Regions from separate parts of the Gasterosteus aculeatus genome. Here region 1 is linked to region 2. A link is a contact called in public Hi-C data. All regions are on one chromosome and are shown on one strand. The core of a region is the stretch at or near the end of the contact, and the rest is flanking DNA. Distances in the headings are between cores, read along the strand shown. Region 1 holds the start of osr2 (odd-skipped related transciption factor 2). Region 2 overlaps vps13b (vacuolar protein sorting 13 homolog B).

Evidence for each region. A called contact is a pair of places that touch in the nucleus more often than the background predicts.
Region 1: a Hi-C map of tail fin shows a contact between it and region 2, with 2.8 times the contacts expected there. The contact joins the promoter of osr2 here to the enhancer-like site in region 2. A contact is called at or near these places in 4 of 6 Hi-C or Micro-C datasets (skeletal muscle, tail fin and whole body).

The regions. Positions count from the first base shown.
Region 1 is chr20:19,265,184-19,270,873 of fGasAcu3.hap1.1, reverse strand. It overlaps osr2 (odd-skipped related transciption factor 2), which reads left to right and starts at 2,737. Exons shown (of 4, transcript XM_040166382.2): 1 at 2,737-3,043; 2 at 4,688-5,377; 3 at 5,660-5,690. The coding sequence starts at 4,725.
Region 2 is chr20:19,166,216-19,171,490 of fGasAcu3.hap1.1, reverse strand. All of the region lies in intron 19 of vps13b (vacuolar protein sorting 13 homolog B), which reads left to right. Among protein-coding and RNA genes, the nearest start is that of LOC144389804, 19 kb to the right of the region's middle. Within about 2 kb of position 2,985, at least 1 of the 9 cell types and tissues checked has open chromatin away from gene starts, as enhancers often do.

The DNA of each region.
Region 1 (5,690 bases), core at 1,488-3,987, 100 kb before region 2:
TAGAAATACATAAAGTATCTGTTTATTTAATTTTCCCTTTAATTGGACGTCATTTCAGAAGCTGAAGAATTAAACAAATCACAAATCAAGCTTTCTCCAATATTAATAAAGAAAGCCTGACAACCCAAATATATAGAAATACATGTTTAAAACCTCTATTACATCAGACGAGTGCATAATGCATATCAATAACTATTTACTAATAATTTGTACTTGCACAAGTGATCTATTTGTTTATTAATAATTCGTGCTGCTCTGCCTCTCGGTGTGTCGGCCATTACAGGCTTGGCAGCTGCGCCGAGCGGCAGCACTGATCCTCCGCTGGTGGGGGTCGGGTTATCTCAGAGAATGATGGCGGCTGCAGGGGGACTCGGGGCAGGGCCAAGGGGCAAGGCACTAACCCACTACAGAGAATACAATACTCCTCTGGCACTCACTGGTGTAGCCGTAGGGGGGGAAAGCTGCATTCGAGGCCACATGTAATAGTTCGGGAACGCTGGACGGCATTAAATTAATCTCTGTTCCTATGTCATATTTAACTGTAATATTATTAGACAAAATAAAAGCACAAAAGACACCACAGTGAATGTACAAATGCATTAATACAAATAATACAATCAAATGTGTACGGAGAATAACAAAACAGTAAAGTAAATCTGAGTACCGTCTTGATTTATGCAACTTTAAACTTTAAACTAAATACAAAAAAACTCACTTTTACAGGAAGTCGGTATTTCATGGGGACATATTTGTAAGAAAATGCATTTCGACTCTCTATATTGTTGATAAATTTGAATTAATTGTAGTGCAGTATTGATTGTAGCATTTAAAGAGCAGTCTTAATTATACTTAAATGTGAATTAATGGCCTCTTTCCAAGGACAAAAACAAAATGAACATAATAAAACAACGTTATACATTTTTGTGAAAAGAATACGTTGGAAAATGTCCACGACTATCATGTAAAAGTGTGGGGTTAATGTTTCTTCTAATCCGTCGCAGTGTTTTGACAGTGAAGACGTGAGGCCCGCGTGATATGAAACCTAACGAAAAAACCACAAGCGTGTCGGCTGCTGAACATTCTGCAGCTCTTAAGAAAACGACAATCAGGCTGCACGAGCTCCTGAAACATGGATTATCCGAAGCCTCTATATTTGTTGTCTCTCATGTAACGAACGGAAATAATCATTATTAATGATAATGCTTTAAATACCCATATAAAGAGATCAGCAACTCCATTCATGCGTTGCTGTAATTAAATAATTGTATTGTTTTTCGACTGGTGGGGTGATTTATTTTTATCTTTAATATTGAATATTTCTAAGAGCACGAATGGCGAGGTGAGGTTTCATCAAAGCGTGTTTTAGCGATCTTGCCTGAAAACATGAAGATGTACTGACAGTCAGAGCTTCAGTGAAGCCGCAAACTGCGTAGAGTTTAGCGGTACTTCCAATAGGCGGCGCTGCAGACCAGGTCTGAGCAGTGGAGGCCAGCGCTGCAGCAACGGTCCTGCTGTGAACATGGCAAAACGACACATTACTTTTCAAACTGGACTTCTGCATATTACTTACGTCTTAATATTATTTTTAAAAATGATAGAGAGAAAGGTTTAAAAACAAGATTCAATTATTCAACATTGATTCTGCATTTTGACGTTTCACTAAATCTAGTACACTTTTCTATACTTGACTTAAACTCGTAAAAAGATTTATTTAAATTTTCGGTGAATTTTCTGGTGGTTTTCATAGAAAACAAAAAAACCTGTGTAGCGTGCTGGTGATGCATTTGCGTGTGTGTGTGTGTGTGTGTGTGTGTGTGTGTGTGTGTGTGTGTGTGTGTGTGTGTGTGTGTGTGTGGTGTGTGTGTTCGTGCGTGCGTGCGTGTGCATATGAGTGGATCCATGAGGGATCATCATTATTATTATCATTATTATTATTTTGCATATGGCCAGACCAAGGCCACCAACCATTTGATTAAATGGCAGCATGATTAACATGACATACTATCTTCAATATGTTGTTATTTAAATTATCGAAATATATGAAATATGAAAGAATGACAGAACTGTTATTACTGCGTTTGGACAAAGGAGAGTTGTGTTTCAGGCCAATCCTATATATAGTCCCGCAACATATTGCAGAATATTTCAATGCACACAATACATCAAATATTTAAAAAAAAAACGTTATGTAATTTTAATGGAGAACATAAATGAATAATTGTGTAGCAAGAATCCTTTTTAAATGAGTGCCGTTCACGTGACAAAATAAAGAATGTATAAAAGAAGAAAAAACACAAGTGACCATGACTGCTTCGCGCTGTTGCGGATCTTGGGGTCAATGTACAGTGTGATGAATATTTTAACCTCATCACAAAGAAATAAAACGACTTCATGTGGTGGCTCTTTGGTGGCACTGTATTCCCGCAAATTAAGTGTGTAGTTTTAATAAATGGAAAAACATTGTAAACGGCATCCAGACACATTTCAGAGTTAGAAGAGGGGGTGAAAGAGGGATGACCATCTCCAAAAGACGGTCTCAGCCTTGACTGAAAGGTCTGTGAGAGGTGTCAGAGGAGGCAGGTTGAACAAAACACACTTCTCTACAATGGTCTTCAGACATAGTTGCTATCCAAACACAAATAAACAGAGGAGGAACATCGGAGTTAATGATAGAGGGGGGTGGAGGCGTGTCGGAGGGCGGGCTAAACACACCAGAGCCCCGGAGCCCTGAAAAGTGCAGGACCGGTGCGCATTACACACACTTCCAGCCCCAGCTCCGGACAGAGACACCCGCGCTGCCGCTGCTGCTGCCGCCAGCAAACTCCTCCAAACTTCTTCGCCCCCTTTTTGTCCCACAACTTCTCCCGACTCATCAGATCTGCGCTAAGGTCCGAGACTTCCCGGCTGTCTGCATGGCTACGTGAAAGTTTCATGGACTTGGAACTTGGAAAACCTTTCGCGGCGTTCTATTGGAGCTCTCCGCCACTATAGTTACTGTGGATTACTGACATAACGTGAGGACCTTTGGCAGAGTTTTGTTGGGGTAAGATTCCGTCTGTCCGGGTATTTTGTCAGCCCGATGTAGGGAACCGACACCACTCTGCTCAACTCAGCTCACTTGTTAGAAACTTTTCATCCAAAGGAAACTTACTGTTGCATGAACCAAATAGATCCGACAGTCGGTAAAATGTCCAAGACTGACTGATACTCAGTTATTAGAGACGATTGTTGGTTTGCGATGATCAACACCTTGGGGTGACAGCTCTCTATCCCAATGGGCCAAACATTGCCGAAACAAGTCTCTAGACTTTGGTTATGTTTACTTTGATGAAAGCAAAAAAAAAACTTGACAAGCACTCCGATAACACGACATGGCATTTATGCTGCTGTCAGAGTATAACATTAAGTCCAAAGGTTATTGAGAGGAAGAACAGGTCGGATAAAGTTACACACGTGGGCAAAGAACAACAAGTGGCTGCGCGGTGACTGGTGTTGCACCTGTGCAAACTTCAATTAAAACTGCCCCGTCTTTGAAAAGAGGAAAGCGAGGTGGAAAGAACTTCATAAGATGTGTGTAACAACTCTAAGCGACCTGACCCGAGCATGCGATCAGCCCTCCGGCTGCCGTGTCCCGCAGGACTCTCCCATCTGCAAGACAATCATGTCCAAACTCCCGCAGGTTTCAGACTCGGGAACGTGACGATTAGATTCGGGTGGAAAACATGTAGAACAAATGATCCAAACAGAATACGCAGGGTTTTATTTAATTTCGACCAAATCTAAAGGTCAGCGTGGGGCCTCGACTTACACGGTTTTCCTTTTCCCCTGTGTTGGAAAAGACAACTTGTCACCGCCGCATACATGGAACCGGGCCACCGTGGCTGTTGTTCTTTCGTAATGCACACTTCACCTTATTTGTCCGACATGTGGAGGAGACGCTTAGCTCCGCCGCCACAGGTCCACCATGAGCAGAAACACCTTAATTCAAAAACATGCCGTATGAAATCAAATAGTCCTAAAACGAGCTACATATCAGGCCTGCCAGATGAACTGGCTGCAGTCCCGCGAGCACGCAAATAAAAAGCACATGCACACAAAGTCACAATTAAAGTAGCATTCTTGTGGGTAATATTAGGCAGGATTTGTTTCGCGTTTCGCTCTAACCTGAGCGCGCATTTGACATACTCTTGGAACATTTAAAAATTCCTACAAATCCAGAGGTCACTTGTATTTCAGCGGTGTGAAACAACAGCTACAACCGTCAAAAACAACAACTTGTCTTCTCTAATTGCTTCGCCCGAACTTCATTCGGAGCGATCGGTGCCGAATCAAACATTCGCACCCACCCTTTTGAATTACAATTTTGATAGATTTTGTTTTTAAAAAGATGTAGCCTATAAATATAATATTGCTCATCTCTGCTTTTAAGCGTTTCTATTTACGCTCATGCGTTAGATACGTGTTTATATTCTCGCTGTGGTTCTACTTGTGTCGAACACGAAAAAAAAGTTGTTATGAAATTTAAATAATTGGAGGTCGTGAAATAAATATTAGAAATAAATTTGATCATGTATGTTAAGAAGAAAAATGGGTAAGAATAATGCATTTTTGTATTTAGTCTACCGTTTGTTTTATAGTAATATCATTGTAACGGGACATTAACGCTCAACACATTTTTCTCCCCCAGGGCTATCACCGTGTCTTCTGCAGAGGTCTGAGCCGAGATGGGGAGCAAAGCCCTGCACGCTCCGATCCCCCTGCACCCGGCCCTGCAGCTCACAAACTACTCTTTCCTGCAGGCCGTCAACACTTTCCCCGCTGACCAGCTGCAGGGCCTTTACGGCCTCAGTGCCGTGCAGACCATGCACATGAACCACTGGACTCTTGGTTACCCGCACATCCAAGGACTGAGGTCTACGATCACGGAGATGGCAGCCGCCCAGGGTCTGGTGGACCCAAGGATTCCCTTCCCGGCGTTGCCGTTCACGGCCGCAGCGCAGCTCTTCCATCCAAAGCAAGCCGGCGTAGCGCACGGCATCCCCTCGCTGCACAAGAACAGGCCGAGGTTTGACTTCGCCAACCTGGCCCTCGCTGCCACTCAGGAGGACCCTCCGAAAGCTTCAGATCTGGTGAAGTTGGCGTCGGGGCTAGGGGGGACCCTCTCCGAGCTGAGCAAGCTGTCCCCGGATAGAAAGCCCACCCGGGGCAGGCTCCCTTCCAAGACTAAAAAGGAATTTATTTGCAAGTTCTGCGGGAGGCATTTCACCAAGTCCTACAACCTCCTCATCCACGAGAGGACCCACACGGACGAGCGGCCTTATACCTGTGATATCTGCCACAAGGCCTTTAGAAGGCAAGACCATCTCAGAGACCACAGGTAGGACTGAAAAAGAGCTAAATCCCCAGCAGCAGCTAATTCCTGACGATGCACGTGATTCAAACCACACGTCTAAATAACACTTTGATTACTTGCAATTAAAAACGTTGGTGTATATATACATTTATAAAACATGTGGGCTATTCCCGAAGTGTTATCCACGAGGGCGCTAAAGTCCTTTTACCAATACAGTTTGCGCAGCAAAGCACTATATTACGGTGGGGTTTGTTGTGAGTCCACGCAAGAGCTGTTTTTTGATGAAGCGACATTTTTGTTTTGCAGATACATCCACTCCAAGGAAAAGCCATTCAAA
Region 2 (5,275 bases), core at 1,736-4,235:
TTCTTCTCCCTGTCTTTCTTCTTACTTTTCCGCCCTTCTCTCCCTCCTCTATTACGCAAAGTGACACTTGCTAATTTGTACCTCCTCCACCTCTATTTACGTTCCCTAACCTCGTGCCTTCCCGCTAACCTGTGTTTCCAACGTATCCGTCACTCCGGCCTTATCGGCAGCATCGGCATTCTGGGGTTACTGACACCCTTTGCTTATCCGGGATTTCCCTTATTTTCACAGGAAGAGAAATAATAGGGCCAAAAAAAGAGCTCACCCCCAAACCAAAAGGTTGTGATTAAGTCGTGACTCATAAACACATTTTTGTCCATCCAGATCTCTATGAGATCAGACACGGAGGGGGATGGAAACCGACCTCGTAACACACTCATTACTGAAATTAATAAGGAAAACATTTTACCCTGAAACCTGACCCGGTGTTTTGAGAGCTGTGGCTAATGTGTCCGTACCCGCAGTGTGTGTTCGCTTTATCAGCTTTCAGACTGCACAAGCTGTCTGGGTTAGGAAGGGTTAGACACCCTGCCTAGAGGGGCTACATCCTCGCTTCTGTGAGGACTTTTATAGCCAGGGACCAGGACTCCCCGGTGAGGGTCCATGGTTCTCTGGTCCGCCTGTGAAAGAGAGCCGAGGCCTCTGACGTGGGCCTCATACAGCTTAAATGTGGTTAAATATGTGTCCAAAGGGGCGCTGCAGGCCAGTGTTTGGATATCATATCCGTTTTTTTGTTTTTTTTTGCATGTTCTGTTGGTTGATATGAAGCTATGGGTTGAACAAGGGCTCTGGCATCAAGATCAAGCGTTTTCTGTCCTCCTGGAGGGGGGTGCATAAAAGCCCCTAAGTCAGGAGGAATACTGCCCAGTAACCAGCAGGCAGCTAATTTATCTGATTGAAGGTGAGATGAAAGCAGGGGGGTGCACTTAAAGCCCCCGCTGTTGTGTGCCTGTCTGTGTGTGCGTGTGTGAATGCATGAAGAATGGAAAGTGTGTATTTTGTACCCATCAGTATGTTAAACTGCTGCAGATGGTAAGAGTTTCTGCTGTGCTCCCGTTGGTCAGTAGCACCTGGGGGCTCCCAACATGCATTCATGGCTCCACTAAGGTTGGTGGTGTGCCTTATTGTGAGGCTGTGATTTATACTGCGACACATTGCCCACTGGTGTTTTGCAAGGGCATCTACTACTAACTAACTAAGGATCGCAAGGCAGCGAGAGATCTGAATGTGGATATTGGATCTAGGATCACGTGAAACGGGAATGGGGCCTGCTAGAACCACTCAAAATAAACAGATTTGATCTGAACTGACTTGTACTAGTAATTTAGGAGCATTCGTCAATTCGCTCATTTTGATTTTTTTTTATCACAATTTCTGTGTGGTCCAGACTGGTCCGAGGGATCATAAGCAACTAGTCCACTAAAGCAGTTAATGTAGCCTAACAATTAAATTGAAGACTTTCCTTAGGTAAAAGACACATGGGGCAGGATATCTATGCATTACTGGGGTTGTTTATGCCTTAAACTTCTGATTTACACAGTTATGTGAGGTGGCATGAAGTCTAGTGACTTCAATGTAATCTTTGTGATTCTACCCCCATTTTGGAAAAGACTTTCATCTGCCTTGAGACCTCATGGCATCCAAACTATCATAGTATACTGACACAACATCGTAAAAACATAGTGAATTAGCATGACAACGGATGAGCATGGTGGGGTGGGGGGTGCTGTTGCAGACAGCAGAGGAGAGGAAGCCGTGTCAGCTGATTGACTGCTGAATAAGTCTGCTCTGTTTTAAAGTGTCACAGTGAGGCCTGGTTACAGGCAGAGGATCTCTTGCCAGGTGCACACACTAAATCCAGAGTGCTCCTCCACCCAGGGTGATGGATGACTTGCTCTACATGTGTGGTGGTGTTCTGCATGCAGTAGGCCAGAATGCATGGGAGGGCTGTTGCCTAATCCAGAGAACTCAGTCAATAACACCGATGAGATCAGGGTAATAAAGTTTCAGGAAACACAGATTCAACATCAGTATGCATGGTGTAATCCCATTCTTAATTTGATTGTTCTTTATTTGATGTATTTATAAATTGCCTCGCGTCAACACGTATTTCGGTCCACAATACTGTTTGAAGATTGTAAGGCAAACAGCACCTCCGGTAGATTCATTGTAAATCCATTTGGTGGACTAACCGTCAGTTGACCCCCACCCTGGTCCATGTTACAGTGCAGCATAAGTTAGAATTATTACCCTCTTTTAGGATCAATTTAAGGGTTTTGCTCTTTTATATCAGCACATTGATCTAATTCTCATTTTTCCCTCTGATTAATCGCCATGTTTTGTCACTGCGCCGCTGTCCTTTCGGTAAACTTTGCATACTTTTTGCATGGCGTCTCTTCACCACTTGTCGCAAATCATTGAAATTCAAAAGAAAAGTCTCAGTATTGGCACATGCCGGCGTGTTCTGTTGTGGTGAAAGTCTTGGCGCAGAAAAACCATTGTGCATTTGGTGCATGTGTTTTTGTTGTTTCTTGTTAAGTTGTCCAACATTACAGGATCATTGAATCACCCTCACCCTTTTAACCTCCGTCAGTGTGTGACAGACAGACTCCTGGGCCCTAAAGAGGCGAGGCAGTAAAGCAACGTGAGACTATGCTGAGACTGGAAGGTCTCTGTACTGAACTAATAAACCCAGCTAAGCTGTAAGCCGTCTGATGGCCAACACTCTCCCACCACCTCTGCCACCTCCGACGTGTTGGCGACGGCGTTTCAGCGCCGCTGCTCCTGGATCCCTCTTAGCCTCTGGGCCAGTCAGTCAGTCGCCCTGTCAGTCCAATCCGCCCAGTCCATCAGTTTGGTCTAAGAGGCTCTTTAATGCGGTTGATTAACGTGTCAAAGGTCGAACAGTCGTGCTTTTCCACAATGTGTAAAGGGGGGGAGGGTGAGGTGGGACTACAGAGTGGACGGGTAGGGTGACAGAGTGATAAGAAGCAGACTGGGAGGGTTAGGGGGGACCTTATCACTAAGTCACATGGTGGATTTATGGTTCAGGCGAACTGGGGAGTTCCTTAAAGCGCTGTGTCAAGTCCTAGAGGAACCTCTAATGGTGTAGACCAGGACCAACAGACCTCAGATTACCTTATGTATTGCCTTCATCTAGGTATTAATAGGCCTTCTCCGTCACACGTTCTACGTTAAATCTTACAAAACTCTTTTCCCCATTACTTTTGAAATTAATTGATCCGCCATAACATAATAAATTAATTTATCATCACAGCTTATTTTATCAACCTTTCTGTCATCTGTTTATTTCAATATTTCCCCGTCCATTTTTTCTAGTAATAAATGTAATTACTGATAAATCAAGTAAAGACCAAACATATTGGATTGTTGGAATCATAGCAATGCCTCTCAGTGAAAAGTCCCAAGCACGTTAGAACAAAATGAGGCCATTATGCATTGTAAAATGAAGATGAGTAATTGACAGGCTAGTAACAAAAGGAGAGGTGTAGTAAAATAAAGGAGTATGTGTTAGCAAGCACTTACATAGGCACATAGGTGGCTCTATCCTCACTTATAAAAGGGATGTTTGATGACGGCTTGGTGTGACACTTCCCAGTCCTCTAGCCTTGTAACCCTCTAACCTCTGATGGTCTGTCATTCTAGCCCCCTGCAGTGACAAGCTTACACTGCTGTTCACACCTCTTATCAGCCTCCAGTCTTTCTCTGCTATCAGAGACCTTTCCAGGAGCTTCCTCTGTAGACCAGAGGGACCACAGAGCCTGGAGCCAGAGGTACACGCAGTGTAAAAGAGTGGCTTATCTGTAAATTTACAACCATCAATTATAATCCATGCATTGATCTATTGTTTTAGAATCCAGTGTCACCACGATACGCCTGCCTAAATCCAGCGTGATCTAGTGTAATCTGTGCGGATCTTGTTGTAAGGAAGGTGCCTTACCGTGACACCCAGCAGATCTGCCGGCTCACAGCAGGCGGTTGGGGTGAAGGTGTGGGCCGCATCAGCCTGATGGAGAGCTACTGAGGGTCACTCTGGAGACAACCCCCTACCCTCGTTCTAGGTGTGAACACCAGGTCAGCCGTGGCAAGGGAGGGAAAGAACAGCATGGAGCAGCAGGGTGCTGGAGACGGCTGTCAGACATGCAGACAACACGGTGACGTGGTCTCACTCCATCGGCCGGTGGACACTCAGGATGACGGAGCACAGCTTCACGCCAGCTCACCTCTAGTACGTATTGGTTGAGAGGTTGTCTGATACATTTCAATTGGAACCTCCTTCAATGTAATGCAGTCCAGCTCAACACCAACACAATGGATTTAATGGGGGGAAGCTTTTCACTTTTTTTTACAGATAAAAATACATGAAGGTTCAAACTGGACGGTGTCCCGTACTGGTACAGAGATGTGCCGTGATTCTGCCGTGAGTTTACTACGGGGGCATCAGGGCAGACAAGCAGGCCGAGGCTGAGACTACCAGAATATCGCACATAGGCACCGAGGATTGAACGGGTGTCGTGGCTGAGATGGCATGAGCAGGAGCGGAGTGTTTGCAAGAAAAGCACACAGGCGGTAAACAGGGTGGAACAAGGATATCTATGTTGTAGAATAGGAAACTAGACTTTTAAGTGTCCCATTAACACTTTTTCCATTAATGTCCCCTAGAAATATTCAGATTCAACGTTGCTATTTGTTTTTCTTTTGTGTAAAAAGCCAGGCAGTCTTATGGGGGTGGAAGCATTCCACAGATTAAGATATAAGAGGAGCTGTGGGACCGTCCAGGAGGTCGTGTAAAAATTGCAGTCTTGAGAGCAATTCTAGCCGGCAGCTTAGCAGTAACATCTCCAGGCCTGTTTGAGAAACGGGTGACTGCAGAGACACCGGGGCGCCTCCTCTGGGACCTGTGGCTTCACTGGGACAGCTCTCTGTTGTTTGTGTGTGAGCACATCTGTGTTTCAGCCGTTCAAAGGACAGCGCTAATATTTTTAGTGCACTATCAAAATGATCATTACATTGTTTGGTTTGCTGGGATGTTGGACTCCAGTCAAGAAGTGGAAAGGTCAGAGTTCTGTTAACTCTAGGGTTATTTGACATTTAGATCCTGCTTCCCATTTCAAGTGAAGCCTCCAGGTGGGAGTTCGTTGGGTGGTCTTTAAAAAGGACTTTTTAAGCAGCTTTCTTTTGTTTGACAGTCAGTGGGCCTTAATCTTTAGTGTTATTTCCTGCTCTCTCTACAGTTGTTTATGTGCCATTACCA